3 separate regions of the Gossypium arboreum genome follow, and all the other regions are linked to region 2. The links are chromatin contacts, called in public Hi-C maps. All regions are on one chromosome and are shown on one strand. Each heading gives the region's core, a stretch centred on a gene start, on an enhancer-like site or on the middle of the called end of the contact. The rest is flanking DNA. Distances are from core to core; before and after follow the strand shown. Region 1 holds the start of LOC108454366. Region 2 holds the start of LOC108466828 (AT-rich interactive domain-containing protein 1-like). Region 3 overlaps LOC108450440 (ATP-dependent helicase BRM-like).

Evidence for each region. Hi-C and Micro-C count contacts between places; a contact is called where the count stands out from the background.
Region 1: a contact with region 2 is called in a Hi-C map of leaf, with 2.5 times the contacts expected there. The contact joins the promoter of LOC108454366 here to the promoter of LOC108466828 in region 2. A contact is called at or near these places in 2 of 5 Hi-C or Micro-C datasets (both in leaf).
Region 3: a contact with region 2 is called in a Hi-C map of leaf, with 1.9 times the contacts expected there. The contact joins the enhancer-like site here to the promoter of LOC108466828 in region 2. A contact is called at or near these places in 2 of 5 Hi-C or Micro-C datasets (both in leaf).

The regions. Positions count from the first base shown.
Region 1 is chr7:72,630,636-72,635,122 of ASM2569848v2, reverse strand. LOC108454366 reads right to left here and starts at 1,661. Exons shown (of 23, transcript XM_017752808.2): 1 at 1,230-1,661; 2 at 1,029-1,136; 3 at 459-607; 4 at 282-363; 5 at 1-190. The coding sequence starts at 1,376.
Region 2 is chr7:72,187,324-72,192,170 of ASM2569848v2, reverse strand. It overlaps LOC108466828 (AT-rich interactive domain-containing protein 1-like), which reads left to right and starts at 1,694. Exons shown (of 3, transcript XM_017767187.2): 1 at 1,694-1,998; 2 at 2,239-3,747; 3 at 4,520-4,847. The coding sequence starts at 1,996.
Region 3 is chr7:71,853,986-71,858,971 of ASM2569848v2, reverse strand. It overlaps LOC108450440 (ATP-dependent helicase BRM-like), which reads right to left. Exons shown (of 14, transcript XM_017748069.2): 12 at 4,840-4,986; 13 at 3,910-4,161; 14 at 2,723-3,618. The coding sequence ends at 2,977. Among protein-coding and RNA genes, the nearest start is that of LOC128295813, 11 kb to the left of the region's middle. Within about 2 kb of position 3,106, at least 2 of the 2 cell types and tissues checked have an H3K27ac peak or open chromatin away from gene starts, as enhancers often do. A contact at or near this core is called in leaf, where this site is marked.

The DNA.
Region 1 (4,487 bases), core at 412-2,911, 440 kb before region 2:
AGACTAATAGCAGCCTCATCGAAACACAAAACTCCAACTGTGCTATAGCAGATTTCTTGGAGACTCTATAATTTGAGGCAAAAGCTCTTTCAGCCTCTCCAGAAGCAATAGAATTAGCTAGAGAATGTGATAATGAAGTAACTTCACTGTCATTATGTTGAGAGGAATCAAATCCAAAAGCTGCATAAAACTATAGAGAAAAAGAGAATTACAAAATCAAATTGGCTTTGAAGGAATTGCATAGAAGGAGAAATTGCAACTACATGTTATCTATGGATTACCTCCCCCTTCCAAGAGATACTATACAAAGATCCATCAGAAAGACCCAATAGCATATGTTTGTTATCACACACAATATTGCTCCTGCAACAAAGAAGTTCAAAGGAAATGATAAATAAGACACTGAAAAGAACTGAAGTTACGGTCAAAATTACAGCAAATGAAAAAGAAATATTTACACGGCCAAATCATTTCCATCAAAAGGGACTTGTTCATTCAGAACACGAGTTATCGTTGCTAGAAACAAACCAGAAGGTTGCTTCCCTCCTATTTGTACTTTTCTCTCTGTAAACTGGACCTTAAAAATGTGAAGATAGAAAGATGAAGTCTGCAAAACAAAAAAAAAAAAAAGGGACTGAGAAATTCATAACAAATAAAGTCATGTGTTTAAATATCTACAGAATTAGTACATTGAAACAGAGAATGGGGGAATGAACTTAACAAGCATTTTCTTTTTATTTTTGATCAATTCCCCAGAGCAAAAAGAAACTCTATCCATCATTCATAAGCCCTAGAATAAAACAAATTAAGCTAAATGCAATTATCAACAGTAATGCTACATAAGCTGCCGCTCTACTTCATTGTAATCAGGTGACACACTTTATTAAATCCAAAATGCCAGCACCCTAACACTAAACCAACATTTAATGAAAACAGAAACAGATACAACTTTAGCAAAAAGAAAATGAAATGAGAAGCCAGCACAGTAAGCTAAATCAACTTTTCAGGGAAAAAGAACAAGAACTCACAAGAATCGCAATCAATTTGGTGTCAGGGCTCCAAACGGCCTGCAAATTCTCGCCTTCTCGCTGCAGCGAATCCCCATCTCTCTTATACCTCCCTAACCTCACTCTATGCTGCAATCACCAACATATTAATCATCAAAAAGCTTTAGGGGGAACAAGAAAAACCTAATCATAGATAAAAGCATGCATTCGTGTAGGAAATACCTGGGAGGAACTCCATAGCTCGAAATGCAAAGGCAAAACGACGAGCAAGAGTCGGTTAATGAGTTTTAGGTAAATGATCTTTTGCGACGAAGGATACTGCCCTTGCTCTAATGGAATCACCTGCGGATATCCATATGCCATATACATCTTCCTTGAATTCTTCGCTTACAGTTGATCTTTTCTCAGCTAAGGATCTAATTCAATAAATAGATCTGAGAGAGTGGAGCATTCTTTTTTTTCTTTTTGAGAAGAAAGAAGCGGATCTTAGATCTTGTAGATCCAGGAGAGGAATGGCGTTTTCTGTATTTTTCTTTCAATATCAATCTTTTTTTTCTTTTAATTTGATTAATTTCTTTTCTGTTTCAAGAGAAAATGCTGAAATGGATTTTGATTTTATAATTAAAAAGAGATAATGTCATAAATGGCCGCTAGAGTTTAGTGAAAATTGTCAATATAGTACTTTTACTTTAAAGAAGCTCAATGTAGTCATTGTGGTCTCCATTCTCCAATGTTCTTTTTAAAAATAAACTAAAATTAGCTGTTTCCTTTTTTTTTTTTTTTTTTCATTACAAGAAAGCAATTACATTGTAATTGAAAGTGGGAGTAGGTTTGCACTCATGTTGTCAATTTAAACCTACGTTATTTGCAAAATGTAATGATGATGTATGGTTAGATTTGTTTAGAAATTAATATATAGAACTTATTTTAAGAAAAATAAATTATTTTAGAAAACATTTAGATTGTATTTAAAAATAATATTTTACTATTAAAATATTAAGAATTTTAGTATTCTCTATTTATTATATTTTTCAATTAAAAATGTTAGAATATTTCATTTTTAATTAATTTTTTAATTAATTCTTTAAAATATTCCATTCATTAAAATATTATAGTATCTAAAATCATTTAAAATATATATAATGACTTAAAATTATAGAAAAACATATTTACTAATTTTTATTTTTTTATTTTATATATTTTAAAATATATATAATAATTTTTAATGAGATATTTTTACTTTTAAAAAATGGGATAAATCATATATATTATATGAGAAAATTTTAATACACTATCAGTGAAATTTTTGACTCACCCATATTATATAATATAAATATATATATATATATATTATAAGGTCTTAGGCTTCTAATTGATCCGGGCAGCCTAATTTTTTTACACATGGTATACTCATTTTGTTGACATGTGATAATTGTTTATACAACTAATTTATATATTATATATTACAAGGTCTCAGTCTCCAGCTAATGTGGGCAGCCTAAATTTTTGACACATGACATACTTATTTTGTTGACATGTGTCAATTGTTTTGATGGTCACTAAACTAACAAAAATTACGACAAAGGCAAGCGCACTTATTGAATAATAGTATAGCTATGGTGAGTCGGGAATATCGTATCCACGAGGACTAAAAGTACTAGTACTTACTATTTTTCTATTATCTAACCGATAAATTGAAGGAAATGTTTTTAATCTAAAATTAACTAAACTAATTACTAAGAACGCAACAGAGAATGAATTAGTAAAAATAATCGAATAAAACTAATGAGATAGGCAATACCCAGGAAAGAATTCACCTAGACTTCACTTATTATTCTGAATCTAAATTAAACGATTTATTCACTTGTGCCTTGATCCGTAGAAATCCCTAAATTATGTTAATATCTTTTTCGAGAGTAAAAACAATTGATTCTGGGTTGATTAATTGAAATCTCTTTCTAATTAAAACCCCTATTGTCGCATTAACTCGATCTATGGATTCCCTTATTAGATTTTACTCTAATCCGGTAGATTTATGTCGTCCTATTTCTAGGATTGCATGCAACTCCAATCAATTATGCTAGATCAACTCTTAAATAGTGACTTTTGCTCTACTGAAGTAAGCACATTAAGCATTAATTAATACCCTAAAAATATTAAAATATGAAATAAGCATACATAATTGAGAACAAGAATCAGGTATTTATCATGTAATTCAGAAATCAAATAATAAGATTCATATAGGTTTCATCTTCCCTAGGTATCTAGGGAATTTAGTTCATAATTTGGAATAACATCATCTCAAAGTTAGGAAAACAACAAGACATAAAGAAACCCAATAAAACTTCTAAAGAAATCAAATGGTGATCTTCAATCTTGAAGGAGATCCGCTTCTGAAATGAATCCGATGGTGTTTTTCGAGTCTTTTCTTCGTTCTTCTCTACGTCCTCCCTTAAGTCCTCTTCTAGTATGTATTTATAGACTTTAAAATGCTCAGAAAGCCTAAAAATTGGGTTTTTCTGCGTGTTTGAGAAATAGGGAGCGATATCGACACGGGCTAGCATATGGGCGTGTGCCTAGCCCGTGTGGAAAAGCTCAGGCCGTGTGGATCCTAAAAATAGCTCTTTTTGTCCAATTTTGGCTCGTTTTTCGCTCCTTTCGCTCCCCTATGCTCACTTAAGTATAGAAACATGAATTTAAAGGGTTAGGAGTATCAAATTCACTAATTTACATAATAAATCATCCAAAAAAGCATCAAGAATGGGATTAAAAACACGTTACTTTTATAGCTTATCAAATATCCTCACAATTAAGCATTTATTTGTCCTCAAGCAAAATCCTCAAGCCACAATTAACATTAATCTTTCTCAACTTATAGTTCTTATTAATAATGTTTCGAAATAATTGACAAATAATCATACATTGATAATTCAACTAAAAGAGCATTAATGATTCAAACAATCCAAGTCGAGCATTTTTTAACACATGAAAACATAGATATTTCCCCTTATCTAAGTAATTACCTTTAATTCAAAACCGACAAGAATTGACATCCTCACTAAATATTCACTCCAATCACTCAAAGTGTATAAGGTTCAAAAATTAAACACTCAAAAGTCAAACATGAAAAGTCATTACCATTGGCTTGCATGAAAATCAAATCTCCACCACCATAAAATGAGATAATACAAAAATCAAAAGGTCTTTAAGAGGTTGTAATGAGGCTTAGGTTAAAGGTGTGGAGAAAGGCTGAAAAAGATAGTTAGAATCGAGATCGAATTGATAAATTACCAAACTATAAAAATAAACAAATGCTGAATTAAAAAAACAATTACATCAATCGAAACTATTCAAGAATAACAGGAGCTTCTTCTCAAAATATGAATTTAACTGTTCAAGCTCAATTAAATTGAAACTATTCAAGAATAACACGAGCTTTTTCTCAAAATATGAATTTAATTGTTCAAGCTTAATTAACAA
Region 2 (4,847 bases), core at 445-2,944:
TATATAATTTGCCTTTATAAGAAAAGATGTCAACTATCTTGTACCAAGATAATGCAACATCAAATATTTCACCAAAATTATTCTTCACCCATGATCTTGAGAAAAGAGGTGATATAAATGTTCAACAAATTCGTTCTAGTAATAATTTAACAAATCTTTTTGCTAAGGCATCGCCAACTTCAACATTTGAAAGACTACTACACAAGATTAGAATGCATCAACTCAAAGATGTAATATAATGTTGCCATTAGGGAGAGTCTAAAACAAGTTGTACTCTTTTCCTTTAACCAATGTTTTCTCCCATTGGGTTTTTCTGGTAAAGATTTTTAACGAGGTAGCTTGTAGTAGAAGATTGTGTACTCTTTTTCCTTCGTTAGGTTCTTATCCCATAGGGTTTTTCCTAATAGGGTTTTAACGAAAGGACATTATCTACCAATGGATATCCAAGGGGGAGTTTTATGAATATATTATTAAGTAGATGTCCATCAAGATCAAGATAAGTTTTGATGTATTTTAAATTCTAATAGTTATTAGAATTAGATCTCTACTTCATTTAATACTTCTTATGCTTATAAATAAAGACTTTGAAGAAGCATTGTAATCATCCCATTGATCAATAAAATACATTCTTTATTGCTTCCCATATTTTCTTTGTTCATTATTCTCTATCTCTCTTTATTTTATAACAATATTCTCATTTTAGTCTCTTGATAAATTATATATACATTTAAATATTATATATATTTATAGTTCAATTTTTAGTTTCTTATTAAATTATATATTATTTTGATAAAATAAATTATATATTATATCTGTATGCAAAAATATCTCAATTACATTCATATAAATATATTTGTTTATATGATTAATAAATTATTAACTTCTAATTTTAAATAATTATTTATTAACCATATAAAATTTTCGGTCAATAATTTAATTTATTAACTTTTAATTTTAAATATAATTGTCGATTGAGTTTTTACTTGATTGGTATGACATTATTGTTAATGCAGAAGACGTGTGTTTGGGTGCGTTGAAGCACATTATCCTTCTATTTATGCGTTGGAAAGGGGTTATTAGTAGTTTTAAGCATTATGTCAAAAGAGCATATATAATTAAATCTTATAATGAGATTGTTTAAAAATAAATAAATATAATTATAGAAAAATTAAAATGGTTAAGATAAAAAATAAAAATTAGTTTAAAATATCAAAATTTTTATCAATCATTACGCACTGTACAAGTCAAGATTGATCGAAATGAATTGAAACATACCAAAATAACTAAAACACATCGAAATTTTGACCAAATCGAAACATAAATTACTTGATACAGATTTAAGATTAAAACGATATGTACTAACTGGTATGATCTATCCACTACCATCGATTTGACTCTCCTTTTATTTTTGTTTTTTGATATCATTATGAACTCACAAATTGAGAAAGGGAAACTAATAGCTAAACTTCAATCATAAATATTGTTCATAAATTAACTAGTACATAGATTTTATATATTTGAATATCTTTCTTTGAAAAGAAAATATATTTAAATTGTTAAATATTAATGGATGAAAAAGTAATTAAATAAAGAAGGAATCTAAAAGAAAAATTTATACAAAAGATTTAAATCTCTAAAAAAGCTCTTTATCTAACCATACCAAATGATCCAATCTAAAACCCTGGTTAATAATTAACTTTGTTTAACCAATCATGGTACCCATATAAATTAGATGTTTGGGAAGTATTTTGAAGCTCCTTAACACAAACTTCTCTAGTCCCTTTTATTGTTTTTTCTTTATTTTTTTTCAAGTTTTTTTAACTCTCTAAGGCAAAGGAGGGCTTAGCAAAGAACTCAAAAGACAAGGGTAGAAAAGAGGTATTAAGGCAAAAGAGAAGGGGCAAAGGGAAAAAAAAGCCAAGACAGAGAGAAGAGAGTCTAACCGGAACCGTTCCATACCAGACCCCAAAGAAGAAAAAAAAAGAGAGGAAAATAATGGTATGTTTTCTCTTTTCCATGTGTTTGTTTTTAGAATTGTTGATTAATGTTCTAGGAAAAACGTTTAATGGCAACCTAAAACATAAAACAAATCTTAATCAAAACCCTAGATTAGTCATTTTCCCGCCAAAAAAACCAGACTATTTTGGCCATAAGAGACCCAGATGCTTAATGGGTATTTTTTTTCTTTCTTTTATAACGCTCAAGTATGATTTTTAATTGTTTATTATTTGTTTGTAGGGTTTGAATTCGAAATCAATGCCAGGATTGTCTATTAGAGCTGACGAATCTTCACTAGATTGCAAAAAACCCCCTGAAAATCTCGAGCCAGCTGGTTCTTCGATTGGTTTGGATCCCTTTTCTGAAGGGTCTTTCTTGAAATCTGAACCTGATAAGCTTAGATTTGGGTTTAACAAGTTCCTTGGGTTGTTTTTAAAAGAGATCTGTGCCCAAGGTTGTGTTTGCTCACTCCCTCCAATGGCTGAAGGTGGGCAGCCTGTGGACTGGCTTAAGCTTTTTTTGGTTGTAAGAGAGAAAGGTGGATACAATGCTGTTTCAGAAAGTGGGTTATGGGATTCAGTTGCCACAGAATCTGGGTTGGGTTTAAATGTAGCGTCATTGGTTAAGTTGGTATATCTTAAGTACTTAGTTTCATTAGAGAGATGGTTGGAGAGAATTGTTCAAAGTGAGGACTTGAAGAGTGAATCACATTATACTGGTAATTTGGTGGAGATGGGAATTGAGCTTAAAAGGTTTTTATCGGAGTCAAAGAAAATTGCGGAGTTTTCTCAAGTGGAAGAGAGTGTAGTGGCAGGGTCGGGTGGAGGAGAAAAATTTGTAAATGGCGAACAATCTATGGATATTGATATAACCAAGGATTTTTTAGATTACAACGAAGTGGAAAAATTACGAAATGATGATGACTTAAAGAGTGTGGTGGTTGATTCAGACGGTGAAAAAAAGTTCATTAATGTTGATGAATATGTACATACGCCTTCAGATTTGGTGAAAAGTGCAGGTAACTCTACCGATGTTGAGAAATTTTGTAATGAGGATGAGGTGAAAAGTGCAATTATGGAGGATTCTGTTGAATGTAAGAAATGCACACATAGTGATGATGATGTTGTGAAGTTGGATTCAAGTGACATTAAGGAAAAATTGTCTTCAAATAAGAGGAAGAGGGATTCAAGTGCAATTATGGAGGATTCTGTTGAATGTAAGAAATGCACACATAGTGATGATGATGTTGTGAAGTTGGATTCAAGTGACATTAAGGAAAAATTGTCTTCAAATAAGAGGAAGAGGGATTCAAGTGCAATTATGGAGGATTCTGTTGAATGTAAGAAATGCACACATAGTGATGATGATGTTGTGAAGTTGGATTCAAGTGACATTAAGGAAAAATTGTCTTCAAATAAGAGGAAGAGGGATTCAAGTGCAATTATGGAGGATTCTGTTGAATGTAAGAAATACACACATAGTGATGATGATGTTGTGAAGTTGGATTCAAGTGACATTAAGGAAAAATTTTCTTCAAATAAGAGGAAGCTGGATTCTATGTGGGGAATGCTTAATTGGGTTAAAAAGGTTGCGATGGATCCATGTGATCTGGTGGTTGGTTCATTACCGGAGAGCTCAGAGTGGAAGTCTTATGGTAGTGAGGAACTTTGGAAGCAGATTTTATTGTTTCGAGTAGCTGCCTTTCACAGAAAGGATGATCATTCAAGTTCTGACCAGTCAAAACGGCAGGTATATCTAAGTCATTAATTCAAGTAGGAGGTCAATGTTTATATTAGTTATTACACGTGTCTTTGCAAGTTTATTTTTAATAATGTCATATATCTCTTGGGCATTTTATTTTATTCTTGAATTTGTTATTCTATGATGGTAGTCTGCTTGAAAATGCTCCATTGTGCACTTCTCTCTTTCCTTATGAAAAATAACATAGGTTGCATTGCAACCATCTTGGTGCTGGAAAATAAAAGAACCAAAAGTAGCTATTGCTGGAACCATTAAAATATTATCAAATTCTTCGCCATGCTTGCCCTTAGATATGGTTTTTATGCAAGTCAGATTTCATTTTATTCATTTAGGACTGGATCAAATATTTGGTCTAAATTTTATTCATTAAAATATTTCATTTTATTCTTTATGCCCCTGCTTATGCCCTTTATTTGGTCTAAATTTCCAATGCTTCAACTCATTACATGCATCATATATTCTCAAAGAATGTCAGCGTGAAAATAATATATGGGAAATCTCAAGATATCTTAAATGGAATGTAATGGCTTAGTAGATCCGGTTGTGGAAAAAAGCATTGTTGTCGCTGTAGTTTAGAGGGTTATATATTTATTACTTTTCCTGATACCTAACTAAATATTTTTGCTGGGTGTATATTGTTGCTTTTACTTGAATGAGAATTTCTAGGTTACCGATACATTTATTTCACTATATGCCTCTTATTCTGTTCTGTTTTTTTTTGTTAGTTTATAATATAATAATTGCTTGTTCACACTTGTAGAAAACTCAGAAGATGCATCCTTGCTTGTATGATGATAAAACTAAAATTGGGTACAATCTCAGAGAAAGGTTGAGTTGCACCAAGAAGCTCCTTTTTGGGAGAACAGATGCAAAGGAACAGAATTGGTCACAGTCCTCAGGGAATCACAGTGACTTCAATGGAACCTGTGACTCCGTGACTCCAGGTTCTGTTTTTGACTATGAAGCTGACATTCAAGTTCCTATTGGGCCACAGTTTCAGTTTGAGGTACCAGTCTGGACGGGAGTAGCTTCAGGAAGTGATGCAAAATGGTTGGGAACTCGTTTTTGGCCATTGGAGAAAAAGGAAA
Region 3 (4,986 bases), core at 1,857-4,356, 330 kb after region 2:
AATAAAGATGCTAAGGTTGTTGCCCCTCATATGTAAAATGAGGGAATTAGACCTCTCATATATTGGGTCCAATTATATATGTTTTCTAGACTTTTGACTCAACACTTTATAATTTAATCCAATCTAATATTTGTTATCTATTCCCAAAATAAATAGTGTTTATTTAATTAATTATATTAACTAAATTAATTTATCAATTAAATAATTTTCTCAACTCAATTTTAATTCTATTAAAGTAATGATGATTTTACCGTAAAAGAATCTACGAGGAAATATATTTAATGTTCATATCCAATGGATCCATAATGACTAATTAATTTAATTCAATTTTCAAACTTCAATTATTTAATTACAATTAACTAAATAATAATTCAAAAATAGTAAATTAATTCTCAAGTCATTATATACTCAGTGAGAAAATGCGTTCATTTGTGAATGTGACCCATTTATCTAACTTTTTCATTTCTATTCATTTTTGTTCACATGGTTCTACATGCACTTCATTTCTGGCTTTAACGAGCTAATGGAGGGACCGATTGGGAAAATGTAATTAGGGCTCAAATAATTTATAATTAAGTTCTAACTTTTCGCCTATTAATTATAAACTTATTTAATCATGAAGTCATTCCATTATGGTATCGTGGTTGAGCTCTCCCTAATTACATATCATTACAAAAGTTGCTTAATAAGTGTTCGTTTAGTGACCTTATCATCAGCGTGTTAACCTCGTAAGATATTCTTAGTCTCTTAGGGATAAATTCGTTCTCTCAATATAATCCTATTTTATCTCATGGCAACCATTACACCTTTTTCATGAGAAGTCAATTACTATCAACTATTAATTAAGTCATTTATTACAGAGACAACTGACTCGTGACCACGCTTGCTTTTCATTTTTCATATAATGTCGATGAGAGGATATCATTTACCTATTAGTTGGGCTATGAATTTTACTATTCTAAATGATGTTACATACTACAGAAGTTATATACCCAATGTATTAGCTTTTGATTTCTTATCTATTTGAACTCAATCATTACAAGTCACACATACATAGTCAATTATCCACTTAGGATTAAGGTATGTCACACTATGAACCTCACAAGTGAATAAATCAATAAACGGATCTAGGATTTATTATACTTGAGTTCTAGCCGATGTACTGTCAATCCAGTCAATCGTATCTATGTCTCTATCTTAAGGGAGTCATTCGCTCCGATGCTAAAAAAAACATCTTTCCAATTGGACTTGATAGATGATATATTAGTTTTTCAATCAGTTTACTCTTTTTTTTTTTTAATAGACTAAGGACATGTTTAGATTTATCTACTAATACAAGTTGTCTTTCCGTATTACAATCTGACCATGTAATATCACTTAGTATTAGTTAAACGTTAGACAACCAGTGAGTCAATATTTGCTTCCATTTTGCTTTGCGTGCAAAAGCATTAAAGAAAATATATAAAGAGTATTAATGTAATTAATGTATGTTATTGTTAAATCATTTTGTTTGAAAAATATAAGTATACAAAACGAATATACTACACTTAGGGCACCAGATCCAACAGTTTAAGCTTTCTCTTTCTAGCTTCATTTTCTCACACTAATATCCCTCAAACCCTAGGCTGAAAATAAGGTACTTGAATATGGAAATGGGTTTTGAAGATTGTTTGCTAACAGATTTTAGCAAAATCTCAAAGTTTGATTGTTGGGTTTTTAGAAAATTTAAGGAGGAAAGTGAAGAAAATGAAAAAAGAAGAGAAGAACCGTGGATGAAAGGGAGGGGCGGCACCAAAAAGAAGAGAGGTTGACTGAGGGGTTTCTCATCTTTTCTTTCCCTTTAAAAATACACCAAACGAGCCTCCAAGCCTACCTGCCATATTTTAAGCTCAAGCTCACTATTTGGATCCGAATTTCCTCGTATTATAGTCCAAAAGGTCCATGAAAATTTTAATTATCAAATATATCTAAATAATATTTTCATCAAAAAATACTTGAAAAATGACCCAATTATTATTTTATGAAAATCTACTATTTTGCCACTTTTCAACTCTTGTATGATTTTTTTCTCAATAATAGGAATTGTCGATCTCAAATCTACTTCTAATGACTATTAGAGTCTTAAAGTATATCAAACTTATCTTAATGGCGAAGCCAGAAAAATTTTTTAAAGGAACCGAAATTAAATTCTAACTTTTATAATAGTATAATTTTACCATTTTAATAGTCTATATCTTTATAATTTTAAAAGATTAAATCAAAATTTTATCATTTTTAAGGGTCAAAGTATAATTTTACCTTTACAAATTTAAATTTTAAAAGGTTTAAATAAAAATTTTCTATTTTAGGAGTCTTAAGGTCTTACCAACCCCTAACTACGCCCTTGACTTATCTTAATCTTGATATATATCCACTTAATAATAAAAGATTCTGACATGAATTTTTTTATTTTTATAATTAAACTTTTATTATATTCAGATTTACTTCTATGCTCAAATTTTTGTAAATATACTTGCCGTCTTTTATATTTTGCTTTTTTTAATATTTATTTTATAATTGTTTTTTTAAACTGGTTGAATCTAAATCTGAAGGTCCAACAAAATTCGGCCTCTTTGGTATTTTCAACTACTGTTAACACGAGGACAAGACTTGATCCAATTACACGCGTTGACATGCGACAAAGATGTAGAAATTCGTATATTAGCAAAAGTTGAATACGTCCTTCAGTTAAAATATTTACTTCTATAATGATGAAACGAAGGTATAATTTACACGTCTCAGCTATCAAATACTCTAGATAATAATACCCGCAAGGTGCAGATATGGAAACCATTGTATTGAAACCACGAAAAGACTGGGATCGAGGAACATACACTACGTTAATGGTAAATCTAATTGCAATTGTACAAACAACGAACCGCCCCAGAATAAACTCAATGGCAGCACACATTTCCCATTAGCTGATCCTCTACAAGGTCATAAATGGCTCGGTCTCCTTTTACCTGCATCTGTTCTCAACTTTTTCACAGGATTGGCCCAACTAACACTCGCACCGTTCGGCAGATGAGCAGGCTGGTGCCAACTTTGCTGATGGGCAGTCTGCTGGGTCAATCTAGCAGCATCCTTAGAAAATGATCCTGTTGTTGGACTCTTGATGCTGCGTGCTATACTTGGGGGTGAAACAGGGCCAGCCAATCCAGTCCTGGGCTTCACCATAGACTTTTCCCTGTCTTTCCTCTTCTTCTTGCAAATAACTAGCTCTCCAGGATGTGTCAGAATAGAATCGTCTTGCTGGTATAGTTCCTTGGTAATGCCACTTACACACCCAACCCTTGATTCCTTTTGGGGCATGTGCACTCTAACCCTTGTGTCCTCACCAGCATGACTGGACCGGCGTTGCAATGACTTTTGAGTGAGTCCTGAATCAGATTCCACCTCATTTATCAGCTTCTGCCTCTTGCCAACAGCAGCCTGTCTGGCAGATGAGCCCATGGTGGAGGTAGTTACCAGACTAGAGAAGGAGAGAGCATTTCTAGCTTCTCGGAAATCAGTATCCGGAAATGCAATCTTCAACAAATCAAAAAACAGATCATGTACTTTCCTTGCTTCAGACCTGACCTGCACACCAATTACATTTCCAAAGTACATAGATCAGGACATCAATGAGAGAATTATAGGAAGGGGATTAGAACATTTTCTAGGTGATACAAATTTCTAGCCTTTTCTTTTGAATGAATTTCTAGCCACTTGAAAACACAAAATACTTGTATGTAAACTTCTTTGAAAAGCCTTCGAAGCAATTGCTCCCAGAAAAGACCATCCACGGCAAAATTCAAAAGAGTGATGCAAAAGTGAGTTGGCTTATGAACATGTAAAGATGCTGAAGGACAAGTTAAATAGATATCATACCTCGAGAGAAAACCCATAAAATTGCATTGCACTTTTTAACACTAACTGCACATCTGCAACAAGCTCCATAACTGCACTGTACTCTAATCTGTCAACACGCTGATCAATCTTCTGCAAATCCAAATTATTACTTCCACTTCCACCCATATAACCAGATTTCTCAATCCTCTTCCACAAATCTGTTAACAAAGGTACAATTTGTTCACCCTCCTTATCTATTCTCCTCTGAAGCTTGCTAATCACATTTTTACACTGGACATATGAGAAATTTTTAGTCATTTACTTAATAGAAAATAGCATAACATGTAACCTAAGCAGTTAAACAGGTATTAAGGTCAAAGGATAGAAGTACTTGCTTTTTAAAAGGGAAGATATTTTGATATACCAAGCTTCCAGTTACTTGGCATATGGAAACCATGCAAATTATCAATGACTCAAGACAAAATAACATGAAGATCAATTCTGAAAAACACAACATAAACGGACATGGCAAAGCAAACAAAAAGGTAGAAAAAAAAGATAAAAGCATATTATGGAACACAAACTTCCTAATCTCAAAAAGAAAATCCTCATCATGCAAAAAATGCACCCCACTTATTCAAATGTGTGTTCTAACAAAACCTAAAGCTATTTCGTTGATGAGAGCACCCACTTAGGTGAAATCTGTGTATCCTGCAGTATTGGTACAATAAAAAAGATGCAAAATGAAGAAACCGAAGAAATTCAGGACCATAGCTTTGCCTATTAAGGGCCTACAAGCAACACCATCAAGCAATTCAAAATACAAAAGCAAGGTTTCTAAATCCAACTTAGCACTAATGACCAGCAAAAATCCATGATGGATAAAATAGTAATAAAATAAAAATAAAAAAATAAAAAAAACAGATTCACAATCAGACACTACCAGAATTAAAGTCACCTCAAGTTTACCTTTCTTTGGATGAGATCAGACATCTTAGCACCAGAATTCGAAGACACACTTGTATTAACCAGTTTATTGTCCCAACTCTCTCTGGAGGATTTACCAGCATCTACAGGAGCAGACTCAGAATGCATTTTACCAGACTTCAGAGATGC